2 separate regions of the Aedes aegypti genome follow, and region 1 is linked to region 2. A link is a contact called in public Hi-C data. All regions are on one chromosome and are shown on one strand. The core of a region is the stretch at or near the end of the contact, and the rest is flanking DNA. Distances in the headings are between cores, read along the strand shown.

What was found. A called contact is a pair of places that touch in the nucleus more often than the background predicts.
Region 1: a Hi-C map of whole pupa shows a contact between it and region 2, with 1.7 times the contacts expected there. The contact joins the enhancer-like site here to the promoter of LOC5576030 in region 2. A contact is called at or near these places in 2 of 2 Hi-C or Micro-C datasets (whole body and whole pupa).

Annotation. Positions count from the first base shown.
Region 1 is chr2:384,364,288-384,368,640 of AaegL5.0, forward strand. It overlaps LOC5576030 (CD109 antigen), which reads left to right. Exons shown (of 9, transcript XM_021846922.1): 3 at 2,709-4,353. The coding sequence starts at 2,740. Among protein-coding and RNA genes, the nearest start is that of LOC5576031, 15 kb to the right of the region's middle. Within about 2 kb of position 1,709, at least 2 of the 3 cell types and tissues checked have open chromatin away from gene starts, as enhancers often do.
Region 2 is chr2:384,304,093-384,308,703 of AaegL5.0, forward strand. LOC5576030 (CD109 antigen) reads left to right here and starts at 1,700. Exons shown (of 9, transcript XM_021846922.1): 1 at 1,700-1,747; 2 at 2,750-2,960.

The DNA of each region.
Region 1 (4,353 bases), core at 459-2,958, 60 kb after region 2:
CTATGGGATGAGATTGGGTCATTTTTCATTCACTTGTGGTGCCGCTGTGAATAAATATTGTTCTTTGATTTTTCGAGCAGTTGTTAATGTACCATCAAAGTACATACACACCAAATTTGAAATTTATTGGAGTTAAATTGCGATAGCTTTTCAATAAATAAATCGTACATATCCCTTTTTGATCCATTGTCACCCCCAACGACGGAATACGAAATGGAGTAGCATTTTCTGTTATACTCGTTCTTCCCGATTTCGACTCCTATATTCCTGTGATTGCTACCTGATCCTAGTTTTGTTACGACATCCACGTCCCAAGACATTCATAAAATTATCTCAGATAGTCTGATCGCCAAACTTAGGCTTGTTTGTACGATGATTCGTCAAAAATGATACAGTGATTGCGAGTAATGTTCACGTATGCTGCAATACTTCAGTAAGTAGTATTTAAAAGATGGAAATGGAGATTTCGAAAAAAAAACTTCGAGTTTGATCTGTTTTAGAAAATGTTTAGATCTGATGTTATCTGTGTTTCTGTACCTAATCTACACACTCAATCTGTTCGTAAACATAACTGGGTTTTTTAAACTACAAAAAAAAACAGTAAACTAAAAAAAATGTCAGAAATCGAAAAACAGAGATTTTTTACTGAAATTTTGCAGGGAGCTTTCTTTCTACATCATATATTGATAAAAAATCAAACATGGTGAAATTTGCTTTTTAATTACGCGTGGCGACAGTTTCCATTTTACTGACTCTTTCGGTAGTTCCAAAAACCAGTAAAATTTTACCGACCCCAGTAATTTAATCTAAGTGTGTATGTGTGAAGTGACTTGAGATCAGTACAGTAGTTCAAAAATGTGAATCTCATCAAGTAGCCTATGTTGGGTGCATGAATTTTCTAAATCGTTAGTGTCATTGAAGGCTATATTGCTGTGTACATTTGAAATGCAAATATCAAATGCGGGAACACCAAATGCGGTAAGATTTTCAACAAGGAAGGCGAAGTCAAAATTTGATTTTCTTTGCTAGGTTGGCGGTGATATGCATCATGGTTGCTAAGTATCCTTTGGTTACTTGGTGTTACCGCATTTGAAGTTCAGTTAGACTGGATTTGCACGTCAAACGCAAACAGCAATAAATGCGGGAAATGCAGCGGAAAATAGAACATTTTTCTACAGTAATTTTGGGTTGCCCTTAGCAACGGGTTTTTTGCAATTTTCAAGGCTCTTTGCCTACAGCAGCGATGGGCGTGATTTTCACTGACTTCGCTTCGCTGACTGCGATTGGCTTTGTTTGACTACTGTAGAATGAATTTCAGATTTTTTCCCAGCCCTGCTTGAGATAAATTGATTCACAATTTTTTTTTTTGGATGTTATAGAAATATCAGATGTTGGGTCTCGACAATTACTTCAACAAAATCTATAAACAAAATTGCATTAATTCGATACCACAAGTTTGTCTCGACTCTTTCGATCAGTGATTCTTTCAATCGATAACGATTGACCACAGCAGTCACAATCCATCCGAGTTAAACTCGAAAATTCCCTATACCTACATAAGTTTGCTTACGCAAAGTGACCTACGCCCCTACTCATTGGACAAGCGATTCCAGCACGATGATTCATTCATTCATCATTAACTAACCGTTGCGCTTCATGCCTGTCCCAACCTCATCGTCACACTTCACGTTAACACTACGACACCCACAATACAGGCAGCATTAGAGTCATCAGCGTTACACGCTCAGCAGAGAGGTCTCGTTTTGCATAGACCTACGACAAGCAAATCAATGAACTTCAAAATTTAAACAAAGCTTCAGTCGGACAATTTGAATGCCATGGAACTTTAATGTTGTGACGACAGTCCGAATGTCCTATTGTCCGGCAATCGGTATTGTGACAGTTGAACAAAATTTAATGTTCGACTAATTTTGCTCACCCGTCAACTGTGCAATGGGTCTGCGGATAGACCGCTGTAGAACGGAAACATGCAATGGGGAACCCGCCATCTCACAGCGCAATCATCCATCAACCGAAAAATTGCTACGTTCTGATGGTTCTGGAGCTCTATTGCGGAGGTGGCGGGAAGAAGTTTGGCAATTGATATAGAATGTGCTGATGCTTTGCCTCAGGTATAGATAGAATATTAGGGATGGGTGGTGTCACGATTGCAGTGGGCAGTACAAAATGCGTGTCATAAATAATTATCAGTTGAGTGTGGTTTCTTTTTCTGGATACGTAGTTCGGTATTGTATTTCGCCACCAAACCCTGACGAAAAACAGACACCGGAATATCGGTTGCCCTGTCGATTGATGTACTGCTTTCATTCAACAACCGCGAACCTATCCAGTCAAAATGCTAATTTAATTTACTGCTCCGTGTAGGGTGAAAAATGGGAAACGATTAATTTCTCTAGAGATTTGAATTAATTTAGTCGAAGATAAAGATGAAGAAAGTAAGACAAATAGACGTAAGTGTAAGAAAAATGTTCGTCCAAAGCAAATCGCCACGCAGAAGGTGCAAGTGAAAGAACATAAGAAAACTTAAAAGATTTAAAATTATGGATTAAACGTGGTACTACAATTTTCTACAGAGTTTCGTCTGTTTGCCTGTCGAATAATTGCAGATTTACTTCAATCCTAATTTATATTTAAATCGTTTTCTAGTATACTTATATTAATTCCTTTTTTCTCCCATCTGCTTTCAGAACTCATCAAAATAGCGACCACGGCGGCAGCATGACCCGTCGGTGGCATCCGACCTGGTCGGGTGTGCTCCTGCTGTTATTCGGCTTCCCTTCGATTCTAACCTGGGCCCAACAGCAACAGAATCCCAACGACGTGCCACGATACAATCCACTCGATCCGTTCAATCGACAACGATACAATCCTACCTCAAGCAATTTCCAGCCTCAGTCAAACCCAACCGCGAGCAACGATCCTCGGAATCCAAGCTTTGGCAGTCGAGATTTCTACGGGACCGACTCGAACAGCATCGACAATCGGTTCGATCCCAGCCGTGGCGATCGCGATCGTGATCGAGATGTACTATTCCAATCGACGACGCCTCGGGAGTTTCCTGGTACGCGATTCGGCACAACCCCTCGACCGAGAACATTCAATCCGCAGAGCAACAGAAATGTTTTCCTGGACCAATCCAACAATCCGTTGAATAAGGAGATCACGTACTTTGTCGTGGCATCCCGCATGGTCCGTCCCGGTCAGATTTACAAGGTATCGGTGAATCTGCTGGAGGCGCAACATCCTATGGCTGTACGCGCTAGTATCTCCCGTGACGGCGTAGAACTTAGTAGCGAACTGAAATCGGTACGCGTTGGTATCCCGGAAACGCTACTTATGCGTATCCCTCCGACCAGCGTAGTCGGCGACTATAAACTACGAGTGGAAGGTTCTTACGAAAACACCTTCGGCGGGTACATTTTCGTGAACGAGACCAAACTGACTTTCTCGCAACGATCAATGACGATCTTCATTCAAACGGACAAACCGGTCTACATGCAGGGAGAAATGGTGCGATTCAGAACGATCCCGATTACTACTGAACTGAAAGGCTTCGACAATGCCGTCGATGTCTACATGCTCGATCCTACTGGACACATCATGCGGCGATGGCTGTCTAGGCAATCCAACTTGGGATCTGTTAGCTTAGAGTACAAACTGTCTGATCAACCGATGTTCGGTGAATGGAGAATTCGTGTGATTGCCCAAGGTCAAATCGAGGAAGGAAAATTCAGTGTGGAGGAATATTATCAGACGAGATTTGAAGTGAACGTAACCATGCCTGCTTTCTTCTTCCAAACCGATCCGTTCATTCACGGGAAAATCATGGCCAATTTTACCAATGGAACACCCACGAGAGGTAACCTAACACTTAAGGCTACCATTCGTCCAATTGGTTGGATGAATCCCAAAGCTATCAACCACATGAACAGAGTATGGAATACCGGCAACCGTCGAGAGTTGGACCCTAACATCCCATACTACCTGCAATACACGAACCCGGATCTGTTCAACGCTCAGTCAACCTTCACAAGCCAGCTCAACCAACCAGACAGCCAATACCAAGATCAAAGGTATCAGTCGAACTATCAGGACAGCTATGTGATCGAACGACATTTCAACTTTGATGAAGAGTGGCCTTTCTGGATCAAGAAACCGATAGATTCTGCCGAGCAATGGGATTCGTGGACAAACACCTACAGAGAATCCCTGCCATACTTAAGATACTTCAACGGAACGTATCACTTCAAGTTCCCGATGTCAGAACTGTCCCAACTGTTCCAAAGTAATCTCGCTGGAATGGAAGTGTTAATCACGGCCCGTGTAGGAGAA
Region 2 (4,611 bases), core at 450-2,949:
CAGCTCTAAAAAAAACTCGTTTATTTGTGGAATCTGCGTCGATATTGATCATTGATTACTTGGTTTTGAGAATATTCCGAAATGCTTTGAGCAGGCAATGGACATGCCCTATATCAACTGCAGCGATTTGCAGTAGACAGGATGTCCCGGGCCCGATCTATCTGACAAGCCAATCGAGCCCTCTGTCACCATAGAAGATGGTGTCTCCATCATGTCGATAGCCTGGCTTTGAGAGATCGACATCCCCTATATAGCTAAATACCTAAATACTCATCACTCAAAAATGGTTGCACCAATTTGCCTCATTTTTCACAACAGGCTCTTATCGAACTATAGTTAGAGCAAGTAACTGAACCGATTAATCTGGCATAATGGCACCCCTGCTCATGATAGAGACGAGCTGGACAGCAGGTGGGAAAATTGGGACACAATGCACCTGCTAATCCGTTCGTTCACAACAATAATTCTTTGTGATATTAAAGTGATTGGATAAAACATTTGAGCAGGTTCTGGGAGAAATATTAGAGGAGTTCCTGGACAAAGAAGTACTGGAGGAATACTTGGAAAAATACATTTAAGAATTTAAATTGGAATTTCTGAGATTTTTTTATTGAATTCCTTGATGATTTTTTCAAAGAAAGTTCTTTGACAATGGCTGTAATTTTACCTTAAAAATAAGTAGCCAAATTTCAGGAAAAAAGTCCTTCCAATAAAAAAGCATAGTAATGATCTTAATAGAGTGACGTCTTATGTATAAAAATGGTATAATCAGCTTGCGGAAGGTGTCCAAAAATGTCCTTTATGCCTGAAACTTGTGAAATTATATCTGAGGTAGTTCAACATCCGAATACATCGTTTTCTACAATTTTAAAAGTAACTTTTGCGATTGAAGGTTTCAATACGATCAGTAGATGACTCAGAATTTACTTAGCTTCTACTCAGCTTTTACTGCTTTATTATTACAAATTATCAAGTTTGAAAAGTGCATACCCATGTGCTCAGTTTTATCATATCAACTTTAAGAAAATTATCGTTAAAACTATTGCTCAGTTTATTCATACGACCTAAAACATAAACTCTGCCAAACAAACCAATCGACATGGCCAGGATTTTTTCTGGAAAACGACTGGAAGGTCAGGGAAAGTCAGGGAATTTTATTTTCAAAATTCGGTCGACACCCTGTTCTAGATATTTTGAGCATTTAATTTTACCATGGCGTTTCAACAGAAAAAATACCATTTTATGTTTAAAAATATGCAACGTGAACGCTTACGCACGGGGCTATCGATGCAATTGGATTGAGGAGGAACAAAACGCGCATCAAAAAGCGTGCATGATTAGTCAATCTTTTTTGGAATAGCAAATTTAAAAACTTCACGGTTCACGGTTCGTACCACTTCATCGTTCATTTTAGTTTATGGTTCTCTAACTCAATATCGAGTTACGGAATTTTGACTGTATTTCAAAAAAATTCAAACAAAGATCGATAGGTCAAAACAACAAGCATTATTCTTATTTCAATGCGAACATTTTCCTATCCGTTATATTTTTATAATGTATATATTGACAGACACCCTATTGCACAGCACAAAACATAAACATTCTCACATCTCATCGGACTCACCCATCATCATATCGTGAGCCAAAGCCGTTCACTTTCTCGCACAGCCGGTTGCCCGTTCGCTGTCTGTTGCCTCAGTCGGCGACGAGATTCCGTACGTAACGGTTTAGTTTATTTCTCCTGCGAGTTAGTATCGAGCCTTCGACGGCAGTGCCGTTGTTATTAGGCTACTGTTGCATCGGTAGACGCTTTTGTGTTGTGTTGTTATTCCCCGTATCGTAAACGCACACCGCTGACCAGAGCGGGAACGAAAAGGTGTGCGTTACTTTACGGTTGCAGGCTGCTCTCCTCGGAAACCGTGGAGCATTTTGGCCAGTTCTCGCGTAACAATTCAAAAGGGCCAATCCTCAGATCGTTGACTCTGAGAAAATTCGATTTGAATATTATTCACCACATTTTCGATTCCTATTTTTCAGTATTCAAATCAATCAATGTGATTTCTTGCTAGTTGAGTGACGATTCACTATTACTACATGCTAATAATCGATTTTATTCTGAAAACTGACAAATATGTGGAAAAAATGATGAGTTTAAATGCTTGGCCCATTTTCGATTTTCATCAAGGCATGGGCCTTTTTTATTGGCCAAAATAGAATTTTATTAGCGTGCTTGGCCCAAGGCTAGGCCTTTTCGGTTTTTAATGAATGAGCAAGAGAGAGTCATTGGCCTCTCATCATGCTAAGGCCAATGACAGTTTGCGAAATTTTCCGATTGTAGGCCCTCTTGATGGAGCGAGAACCAATCATTGGCCTTTTCGAGCGGGGGCCAATGAATGATTTGGAAAAAAGTGGTTATTGGCCGTTTTGAAAACCGAGTTTATAACGGTAAGTTTTATGATTATGTTGACAATGTTTGCATAGTTTGTGGGTGGTGGGAGATGCTATCGAATGGTATCAAAACCCGATTTGTTTACAATTTGATCATTGGCCCTTTAGAATTGTTACGCGAGAGTTCAGCATTGTTTTGAGAGTGTGTGGAGTGTGGCTTAAAATTTAAAATTCCCGTCTTGTGCGCCCGACGGTGATTCAGTGTGGTGGTAGTTAAGCCAGTGGTTAAGTCAAAAAGGCAGCTTGTGGTGTGGCTTAATATCGTGTAGTTACCAGCTATTAATTGTTTATCATTTACTAGCGATTTCGGTGGTGATTTCAAGACGCGGTAATCTTTTGGAAAGCTAAGTGCAGTGAGCAACCCGTAATGAGAGAAGAGCAAACAAAATTGGAAGAAGCTGGATCGAATTTAAGTGATTTCTAAAATAAGGGAGGTTCCCTTACGAGCTAGCTGAAGCGTGGATAACTTGGCCCCACTTTGGACAGACCCCGCAGCACACCAACACAAACAGGTAGGAGTGTTGATCATAAGGCAACATCTTTGCACTGTTTTTGAAATTTATGGATAGATCTCCACGTATCAACTCTGGGCGTTAACCAATGAAGCTGAAAATTTCAAAAATCAAATTCAACATTGAAGCACCCATATCAAATAAAAATGTATTGCAATAGATAAAACACTGTTTTTCTCCATTGATGCCACCTGTTGATTCATACACCTTTAGGGAGGTTTTCTCAAAAGAATGTTACCACAGGGGCGTGGATCACTCTCACATGCAAGTGAGAGGTGATCATGTTATGCTGAATTTATTGATATTTCAATTGAGAATCATTCTGTTTGCCGTTAAATTTTATGATATCATCAAGAGATTAGTTTTGAGTCTTGCTCTAATATCAAAGCAAAGTCAGTTTTCTATTCTATTCATTAGCTGTTGTAAACCTGACAGGTTGTGCATTTCAAAGGTAGCAGCATTACTCATGCTTCCACCAATACTTCGGTCCGATGCGGTGCGATCTTCTGATGGAAGTCAATTTGCACAACCACCTTGACCGATCACAATCATCTCATACGGACGGGCGATGGAACTGAACGCTAGCTGTGCTGTTAGATATCCACTTTTAAGGCGTATCCAATACCAATACCAAAGCTAAAGATTGATATTGTCTTCACTGAGAGAGATGGGTGGTAACGTCAGTAAAGATCAACAACATAAATACACGCAGCATTGGTACTTCTTGCCGACTGACGTAATTATGCTTATCGTGTCTCTCGAGGAATTTGGCGGTTATCGTTCATAAACTGGTTCTCGCGGATCGAATGTCACAAATTTGCCTTTTGCAAAAAATCCGCAATCCAAATTGGCATCCTATCAACGCTGTCTAATATAATTAATTATGTTTTTGTTTAAAAGCCATCATATTATAGAACAGGAGAGAAATTGTTATGTTATTTAAACTCATTAATACCTTTCTCATCTTCCGTTACGGACAGTCAAATAAACGTTTTTTTTTTAGGATTTTTAGACCTCCGTGGTCTTTTGATCATGCTAACGTTTTCAAATTTGTTTGGACCTCGCTCTGTAGCCACACACCCATCTTCCCGGTAGGATCACGCAATGTATGGAGGCGCACAGCTTAAATTTAAGATAAAAATCCAAATTAAAATTTTCAAATCAAATATGATGAAATATTTGATTCATCGGGAAATCACATGTAACTCATTGAACTTCTATATAAACTGTGTATTAGGCTGATACAAATATTAATTTTCTTTTATGTCCGAGACCACTTGGAAGGTACGAGGGGGGGGATAAAAATAAATAAGGAACAAAAAATTAAAAATGAAAAAAAAAGTTATTTTTTCGAATTTTTATTTTTAACGATAGTTGTTAAACTTTTTCCAATCGTCATCTGGATCATTATTTTACCTGGTTTTTACTCTAAAAATTAAAAAAACCTAACTGATGTCAAAAAAATGATGAATCTTTTTTTTTCTCCCCTTCAAAATTTTCGGATTTTTGAAGGGGGGGGTGACATAAAAGAAAATTAATATTTGTATCAGCCTTATTCAATAACATTTATTTGAATATAGGTTAAAGAAATTTTGGAGATTTTTTTGCATCAGAATTTTTTTTCTTCAGCTAACTAAACAAATTGTAATTT